2 separate regions of the Oryctolagus cuniculus genome follow, and region 2 is linked to region 1. A link is a contact called in public Hi-C data. All regions are on one chromosome and are shown on one strand. The core of a region is the stretch at or near the end of the contact, and the rest is flanking DNA. Distances in the headings are between cores, read along the strand shown. Region 1 has its middle 190 kb from the start of TLE3. Region 2 holds the start of TLE3 (TLE family member 3, transcriptional corepressor).

Region 1 (3,800 bases), core at 773-3,272:
GGACAGCGGCCCTAGCCTGCAGTTACGATGTGATCCCCGGGGACAGCGGCCCTAGCCTGCAGTTACGATGTGATCCCCGGGGACAGCGGCCCTAGCCTGCAGTTACGATGTGATCCCGGGGACACGGGGTGGAAGGTGTGAAGAGGTTCTCTCTTTGCTATTTCTTACCACTGCAGGTGCATCTATAATTACCTCCAAGTAAAACGTTAACAAAAAGGAGCTGGCATTGTGTCACCTGCAACGCCGGCATCCTATATGGGCACTGGTTGGAGTCCCGGATGCTCCGCTTCCCATGCAGCTCCCTGCTAACGCACCTGGGAAAGCAGTGGAGGATGGCCCCAGTGCTTGGACCCCTGCCACCCATGTGGGAGAGCTGAGTGAAGGTCCAGGCTTGGGCTTGACCGAGCCCCAGCTCTTGTGCCATTTGGGGAATGAACCAGAGAATGGAAGATCTCTCTCTCTCTCTCTCTCTCTCTCTCTCTGTAACTCTGCCTTTCAAATAAAAAAAAAATAAGTAAACCTTTTAAAAAGTTGAGAAAAAAATAAGCAAAGTGTTGTCCCCATTGAAACATTCCCACTCTCAGTTCCTCTTTTCTGTTTCACCATTGCAGTAAAAACCACTTCCTGTGACAAAGGGTGAGATTCTTCTCAGGAGAGAGCAGCGGAAAGAGACTCGAAAGGCGCCATTAGTCCTCCCTCCCTCTAGGTCTGTTTTCAGAGCACCCGTGCCTTAGTGCTGCACACTTCTGAGCTCTGACAACCCCCACAGGATGCTGGGAGCCCGCCAAGAACAGAAGCATCACCAGCTGCATCTGTAGCCTCCCAGCATCTGGGCATCAAAGCCACCCCCTGCTCTCACGCACACCGCTTCAGCGTCTATCAACACACAAGGGGAGTCCCGTTGGATATCCTTTGTGTGTGCCTCTCATACACTGCGAGAAGGGGCTATGATGCAGTGCCTGGAACTCTTCTACTCCATGGTGATGGACGTGCACCCAGGCTAGCCCTGATGGCAGCGATTGGTACACGTGACCCAACCTAGACCAATCAGAGCCTTGCAAAGACTAGCCTGCTGGGTCTGCTACTGGTCTGTAGGGAGGTTGGAGCTGCCAGCAGTCATCCTCCTAGGCTGCAGGGAGAAACAGAACTCTCCGTAGGAGTGCATGCAGCCAACACACGGAGGGATTAGCGGAGGGAAGGAGGCAGGTGGAGGAGACCCTGCTTTGGGACTATCCTCTGCACACAGTCATGCCTGCCCTGGCTCCTGAGGGGACGTTCTGGGTACACTGGGCCATGAGGTGCTCCCTTTTATTTATTTATTTTTTTAAGATTTATTTATTGGGGTTGGCGTTGTTGTGTAGCAGGGAAAGCTGCCATCTGCAGTGCCGGCATCCCATATGGGCGCCTGTTCGAATCCCAGCTGCTCCACTTCTGATCCAGCTCTCTGCTATGGCCTGGGAAAGCAGTGGAAGATGGCCCAAGTCCTTGGGCCCCTGCACCCACATGAGAGACCGGGAGGAAGCTCCTGGCTCCTGGCTGGCCCTATTCCAGCCATTGTAGCCATTTGAGGAGTGAACCAGCGAATGGAAGATTCTCTCTCTCTCTCTCCCTCTCTCTCTGTCTCTCCTCCTCTCTCTGTAACTCTGCCATTCAAATAAATAAAAGACATCTTTTGAAGAATGCTATTCCCTTTGTACCTCGACTCTTTTTGGCTGGTTGCACCACTCATACTGAAACCCCAGCCCCTGCACAACCATTTTGTTCAAAGTGATTTACCTTCTAGCGGGAGCAACAGCTTCTGTCTCATTCTGCTTCTATTACAGGAGAAATGATCATTCCAGGCACTGCCCTGCAGCACACTAGGAGGTGCCGTGTAATCGGACCCATGAGTCACCAGGCCCTCCGGCTTTTGTCACGGGTTTTTTGGTAATGGGGGTTGCTTGGCAAGGCGTGGCACCTGGGTTAAGCCAGACCGACCCAAGCCCTCCGTCTGGGATTTGGGGATTTCACTGCGAGTCAGCATGAATCAGATGCTGTTTGTGCACTCAAATCTGCAGCCCACGGGTTTCTGCTGTGTAGACGAGAGAAGCAGGGCCAGTGTGAGCACCGGAAGGACAGGAAGCCCTTATTGGGAGGGGGGAGGGGGACCCCGTGGCTTCTCCTTCCCACTCCTTCCTGGGGTCAGGATCCTGTCACACATCCTGGTGTCCTCAAATGAAGCTCCCCTTCTCCTTCTAAGTGAAATCCGATTGGCTTCCACCTCTTGCAGATGAGAAGTTTTCCATAATACGTTCAAGTCTTTGCTGACGTGGACAAGACTTCCGGCAGCCTTGTCTTCCCCGTCTGCTCTCCTCCTGCTCAGTCCAACGTGCGATTGCCGACACACGTAGCTGACGCAGAAGGTAGGGAACGTATGTCACCATGGTCAAACCAGCAGGAGAAAATCCCGCCCTTCCAATGCTGGTCCGTAAAAGGATGCAGCGATGCCTTCATGGCCCCTGCAGGGGGTGGGGGCGGGAGGGCGGGGTGTGGAAGTTTCCCTGTTCCCACGGAATCAGTCAGCTCCGGGGGCAATGTGCCCTTCCAGCCTCCGTGTGTCAGCCTCCGTTTGAAACCACGGCCCTCTGCCAGCTCATGCCGTCGCAAAAGCAGGCCGTGTGAGACTGCTTGCGAAGGCACCGACTTTTCCCTTTCGCTAGCACCATTTTTGGAAAGTGCTGGCCTCAGACGCCCTGGAAGCTAACACTTCTGCAGAATGAAGCAGTTCCGGAGGGGGAGAAGTGGCAGAGACCAAATGACCCGTTGAAGCTGAATCACCAGCCTCAGAGATAGGGGAGGTTTGTTGTTGTTGTTTTAAGAAATACCATTCTGCCTGGGCGGGGGGGGGGGGGTACCCCTCTCTCGCTTGCTCTTCCAATTACTGATTGTCTTAACACTGTCTCCAAAGATAATTGCCTGTCACTGTATCAGTATGTAACACCTCGGGGTGAACGCTGCTCCTGCCCCACCTGTGTGGGCGCTAATACACACCAGGGGGGAGGGGGGAGTCCACCTGCCTCCCTGCCATCACCCAGAATCCGGATCGCCTGGGGCAAGGAGGCCGCCCGCCTCTCTTGCTCACCCCTGGTTAGCACAGGAAGACGGGTGCAGGGTGGGCTGGGAGCAGACACGTAGGCTCCCCAGAAAAGTCGTGTTGTCATCACCTTGCCACCAAGGATGGCTTCCCCAAAAGTCCCTGCTGAGGACACAAGTGGAGGGAGCCAAGATGTGGCTTCCTTTCTTTTTTTAATTAGCCATCTATCCTATCACCTACCAAAAAAACAGCCATAGATCAATAGGTTTTGTAATTACGGAGTTGGTGAAAGTCAAGTGTGTTCACAACGAGTCACGGTTGGAGAGGTTCTTTTGTAGTTTTTAAAAGCAGAATGGAAGAATGGTGGAATGCCGGGACTGCAGCTTCTTCGTTAAAGCCTGTTGCGTTAAATATTTCAAGAGGGGAAAGAAAAAACTCCCCATTTCAAATTAAATGGAGCCCATTCGGTGACTGCATGAGCATCGCGTGGAGTGAGTGTCAATTAAAGTGATAAGTAGTGGGCCTGGCACCGAGTTCTGGATTGTTCTGAGATCCGTTTCCCCGCCGTGGCCATTCAGTGCTTTGGGGGAAATTGAAACTGATCTTCCAAGTGTGACCTGGGCTGCTTGGAGAAGCACAAGCAACTTCAATACCTCTGAGTTAATTGGCATTTTATTCTCATTTAAATCTCTGTCAGCACCTTTTATTATTTTATTTTATGTTTGCA
Region 2 (3,800 bases), core at 945-3,444, 190 kb after region 1:
TTAAAACTACAGCTTTTAAAGAGAAAAGCACTTACCTGCTTGTGCATTTCGATGTTCAAGCCATAGGACATCTCATAGTACTAAAAATAGAAAGAAGCACCATTAACAGACAACCCAGAATTCTGCTCCTTTTTTCAAAAGGAGTTCTTTCTGGCCTCTTCTGATGCGAATGGTAAGGGGCTTTAAATTAAGCCCCCAAGGGCAGGGTGCTAAGAGCCGCTCCCCTGCCCCCAGCACTGCAGGGGCCACATATCCTGTTTGTACAAGGTAGGGGCCCAACAGGGAGTCAGGTGCACACTCTCTCTGAGAATAACTTAGCACTGCGCCCAAGGCCTCTTAGGTGAGAAGCAGTGCTGGGAGCCTGGCTGATGTGTCTCCTGGGCTCTCCCACAATGACTTAAAGCTGCAGGTGCAAGCCCTGGGTACAGGGAGCCAGGCTACCTGCTGCCCAAGGTCCCGTGACTTTTCAGGTGAGGAACCCTGGCCCACAGTGGGGCTTGCAAAGGCCCACACACCCTGGGCCAGGAGGGCTGCTGGGCTCCTCTGGCTACATTCCAGGGTTGCAAAGCACAAAGTTTCCAAGCGCTCCCAGGAGGCCTTGAGAGATTTTTATCCTATGCTATGAGTCCTGTCTTCCTGGGCTGATCCAACACCATCCTACCGGCTCTCCCAGGGCAAGCAGCCCTAGGGAATCTTAAAAGCACCCAGCAAAGGCGTACAAAGGGAGCAGGGCTCTCCGGGCCTGCAATTCGGGTTTCTCCCTCCGCCCCTGGGCTCACCCACCCCCTCCCAAGTGGCCGATGCCAGGGGAAGCCAGTGAGGGGCGCAGGGCATTCCCGCCCAGCCCCCCTTCCCTGAAGAGCCGCCGCGGCCGCGGTGGGGAGTGAGCCCCGGTCCCCGCGCCGCCGGCGGGGTCGCCGCCTTCCCGGGCCGCCTCTCACCATCACATAATGGCGCTGCATCTCGGTCTTCTCGTTCGCCAGCTTGTCGTACTCCACTTTGAGGCTGCGAGGGCAGAGGAGCCAGCTCAGGCCTGGCGCCCGCACGGCCGCCTCCGAGGCCGCAACCCCAGGGCCTCCGAGAGCCACTTTCCCATTTCCTGGACACCAACCCTCCCCGGGGGGGGGCACCCCACTATCCCGCAGCGTCGGGGCGCACAGGGGCTGGGGTCCACGCCGTGGGCATGGGGGAGCAAGGCAACTGGAAACTTCCCACGGAAGAGCGAGCCCGCTCACCGCGACCGCAGGGGGAAGGACCCCGACCTTCGGCCGCGGGCAGCACAGGGTTAAGGCGGCGCGCTCGGAAAGGGGAAACAAAAGGCGGAGGCCCCAGTGGCCCCGCCGCCCGGGGTCGGGAGCCCCCTCCGTCGCAGCGACGGGGATGCCCCCTCCCTGCCGGCCCCGGGGCGCTTGCCCACCCCCCTCCCCCGGCCTTACCTGTGATACTGAGCTTGCAGGAACTGGAATTCGTCTTTGATCCTGTCACAAGACTCAGCCACCGTGAATTTAAATCCGGGCTGCCCGGGTTGATGGGGAGCCTGCAGCCCGCGAGGACGAGACAGGGGAGGGGCGCGGGCGTCAGCCGGGGCTCGGGGCCTCCGCCGCGTCCTCGGCCCCTCCCCGCCGGCTGCCCCACCAGAGAGGCCGCCCTCACAGCCCACAGCCTTCCCCGCAAGTTCCTCGGCTCCCCGACGGCGCGGGGGGAGGGGGCGCCCCGGGTCCTCCGGCTCAGTCGCGAGGTTTCCACCCGCAAACAGAGAGGCGGGGGCAGGGAGAACGCGGGGCGAGTTGGAGACTTAAGAAAGGGGGCGGGGGGGTCACGAGAACGGCTTCCCCTCCGGCCCCGGCTCGGGACTGACCTCGCAGGTCCGCCGAGTCTCTCGGTCCCCAGCCCCTTTGTGTGAGCGCGCGCGCGCGCACTCACACTGCACAGACACACACACACACGCACAGACACACACACCCCATAAAGGTAGCAACAAGCAAAATGGAGGTGCCGGATAAACTGCCTCGTTTACCCTGCCATGATAGATGCTTAAATAAACCGAGTTGCAATTACTCACCGGATGTCTCCCTTGCGGATACATGGCAGGGAGGGGTCGTGATTCCGAGAGCTTGGAAGCGCCGAGAGCCCGGGCCGGGGAGGTGCGGGAGAGGGGGGAGCCGAGCCCGAGCGGGGGGCGGCCGGGAAACCGAGAGCTCGCCCCCGGCCCCCCCAGCTCGCTCTCGCAGCGAAATCCCAGAGTCGGGCGCCCGCCTCGAGCGGAGACAAAGAGCCGCGGAGCGGGCGGCAAAGTCGTCGGAGGCCGGGCGGCGGGCGCGAGCTTTGTGCGCCTAGGGCTCGGCGGGCTTCGGCCGGCCGCCTTCCCGGGGCTGCGTCGAGCGCGTCAGGGCCGGGGGCTGCGCGGACATCGTCGGCTCCCCGGCGAGTCCGGCGCGGGGTCCCGAGGCCGGGGGCCCCTCCGGATCACTCAGCAGCGCGTCGCGCCGGGGCTGCCCCAAGCATCCGGGGCGCGCGAGTCCGACCCCCAGAGCAGCTGGGCCCGCGGCTCGCGGCGAGAAGAGAAGACAGGCGCCGAGCTGGAAGCTCGGGGCCGCAGGAGCGCCGGAGAGTGAGGGCTGGAGCCCGCCGCGGGCGCTTCGACGCCCCCCCTCGGAGAGGAGAGCCTGCTGTTCCGTCTGCTACCGCCGCCGCCGCCGCCGCCGCCGCAAGCCCTTCCCAGGGCCGGGGAGGAACTCCGGGCTCAGTAGGTGCAAATCAACCTCCCTGGCATCCTAACTCCAGCGGGCACCGGAAGCTTCTCCGTGAACGGGTCCTCGCCGCTCCCGGCTGGAGCGCCGCGTTCCCCACGAGGAGCGCTCGGCGCCACCGCCGCGGCCGCCTCGGAGCGCGCCGGCAGGAGAGCGCTGGAGGGGAGACGCAGCCGGAGGCCGGGCAGCTCTGCGGCTTCCTCCCTTCCCCTCGGCCCGGCTCTCCGCGCCCCGACAAACCCCCAAAACACACACCTCCCCCCCACCCACAGCGCGCGCGCGCGCGCGCACACACACACACACACACAAACACACACCCCCAAAAAAAGTGCCCGGGACCTGCGGATACCACACACAGACAGGCGAGGGGGACGAGCACGAGGTCTGAACTGCCGCGAGAGCAGTTCCAAATAGGGACTGAAAAGTAACAAAATAATGTGGCAGCTTCGCCCGGCCGCAGCCAATGGGCGCGAGCCGTCCCCACGTGGGGCCGCGGAACTCGGCCCGCGACTGGCCGCCGCCGGGCGCGACGTCACAATGCCCTCTTGTGTCTAAAACTATGCATGAAAAGTAGCAATCAGGCCCTACCCGCTGGTGACTTTCGCATGGGAGTGAAAACCAGCGCTCCTCAGATCAGGAATTAACCGAAAGACATATAATAAATAGATATATATTATAGTCCCGGGCTGCTGGAGTTCCTCCCCGCCCCCGCCTCTCTTTTTTTCCCACGATCTACTAGCAAATAATTATTTGGCGGGTGGGGGTTAGGACGGATGACGGGAATAACAACAAAAGGATAAAAGACTAGCGAGCGGCGCGGAGCTCCAAACCTGTGGCTGGGAGGACCGGATCGGTTTATGCCGCAGCCGCGGCAACGGTTCGCCCCTGTAATCCCATTAGGCCGGCCGAGCGGCCCAATTAGACACTGTAAGACAACCACTTCGTCACGTTCTCGTTCTAGGACCCCTAAGATGGTGGCTCCCCAAGTTGCCTCCGACCTCTCACAGCCCGCTGGGAGCCCCCAGCGTCCCTTCTTTGTTCGCTCGCCCG

The links. A called contact is a pair of places that touch in the nucleus more often than the background predicts.
Region 2: a contact with region 1 is called in a Hi-C map of an unstated tissue, with 2.1 times the contacts expected there. The contact joins the promoter of TLE3 here to the enhancer-like site in region 1. A contact is called at or near these places in 2 of 6 Hi-C or Micro-C datasets (skin fibroblasts and an unstated tissue).

What each region holds. Positions count from the first base shown.
Region 1 is chr12:92,444,524-92,448,323 of mOryCun1.1, forward strand. No RefSeq gene overlaps it. Among named protein-coding and RNA genes, the nearest start is that of TLE3, 190 kb to the right of the region's middle. Within about 2 kb of position 2,023, at least 1 of the 8 cell types and tissues checked has an H3K27ac peak or open chromatin away from gene starts, as enhancers often do.
Region 2 is chr12:92,634,514-92,638,313 of mOryCun1.1, forward strand. It overlaps TLE3 (TLE family member 3, transcriptional corepressor), which reads right to left and starts at 2,195. Exons shown (of 20, transcript XM_008249826.4): 1 at 2,063-2,195; 2 at 1,437-1,537; 3 at 942-1,005; 4 at 36-80. The coding sequence starts at 2,086.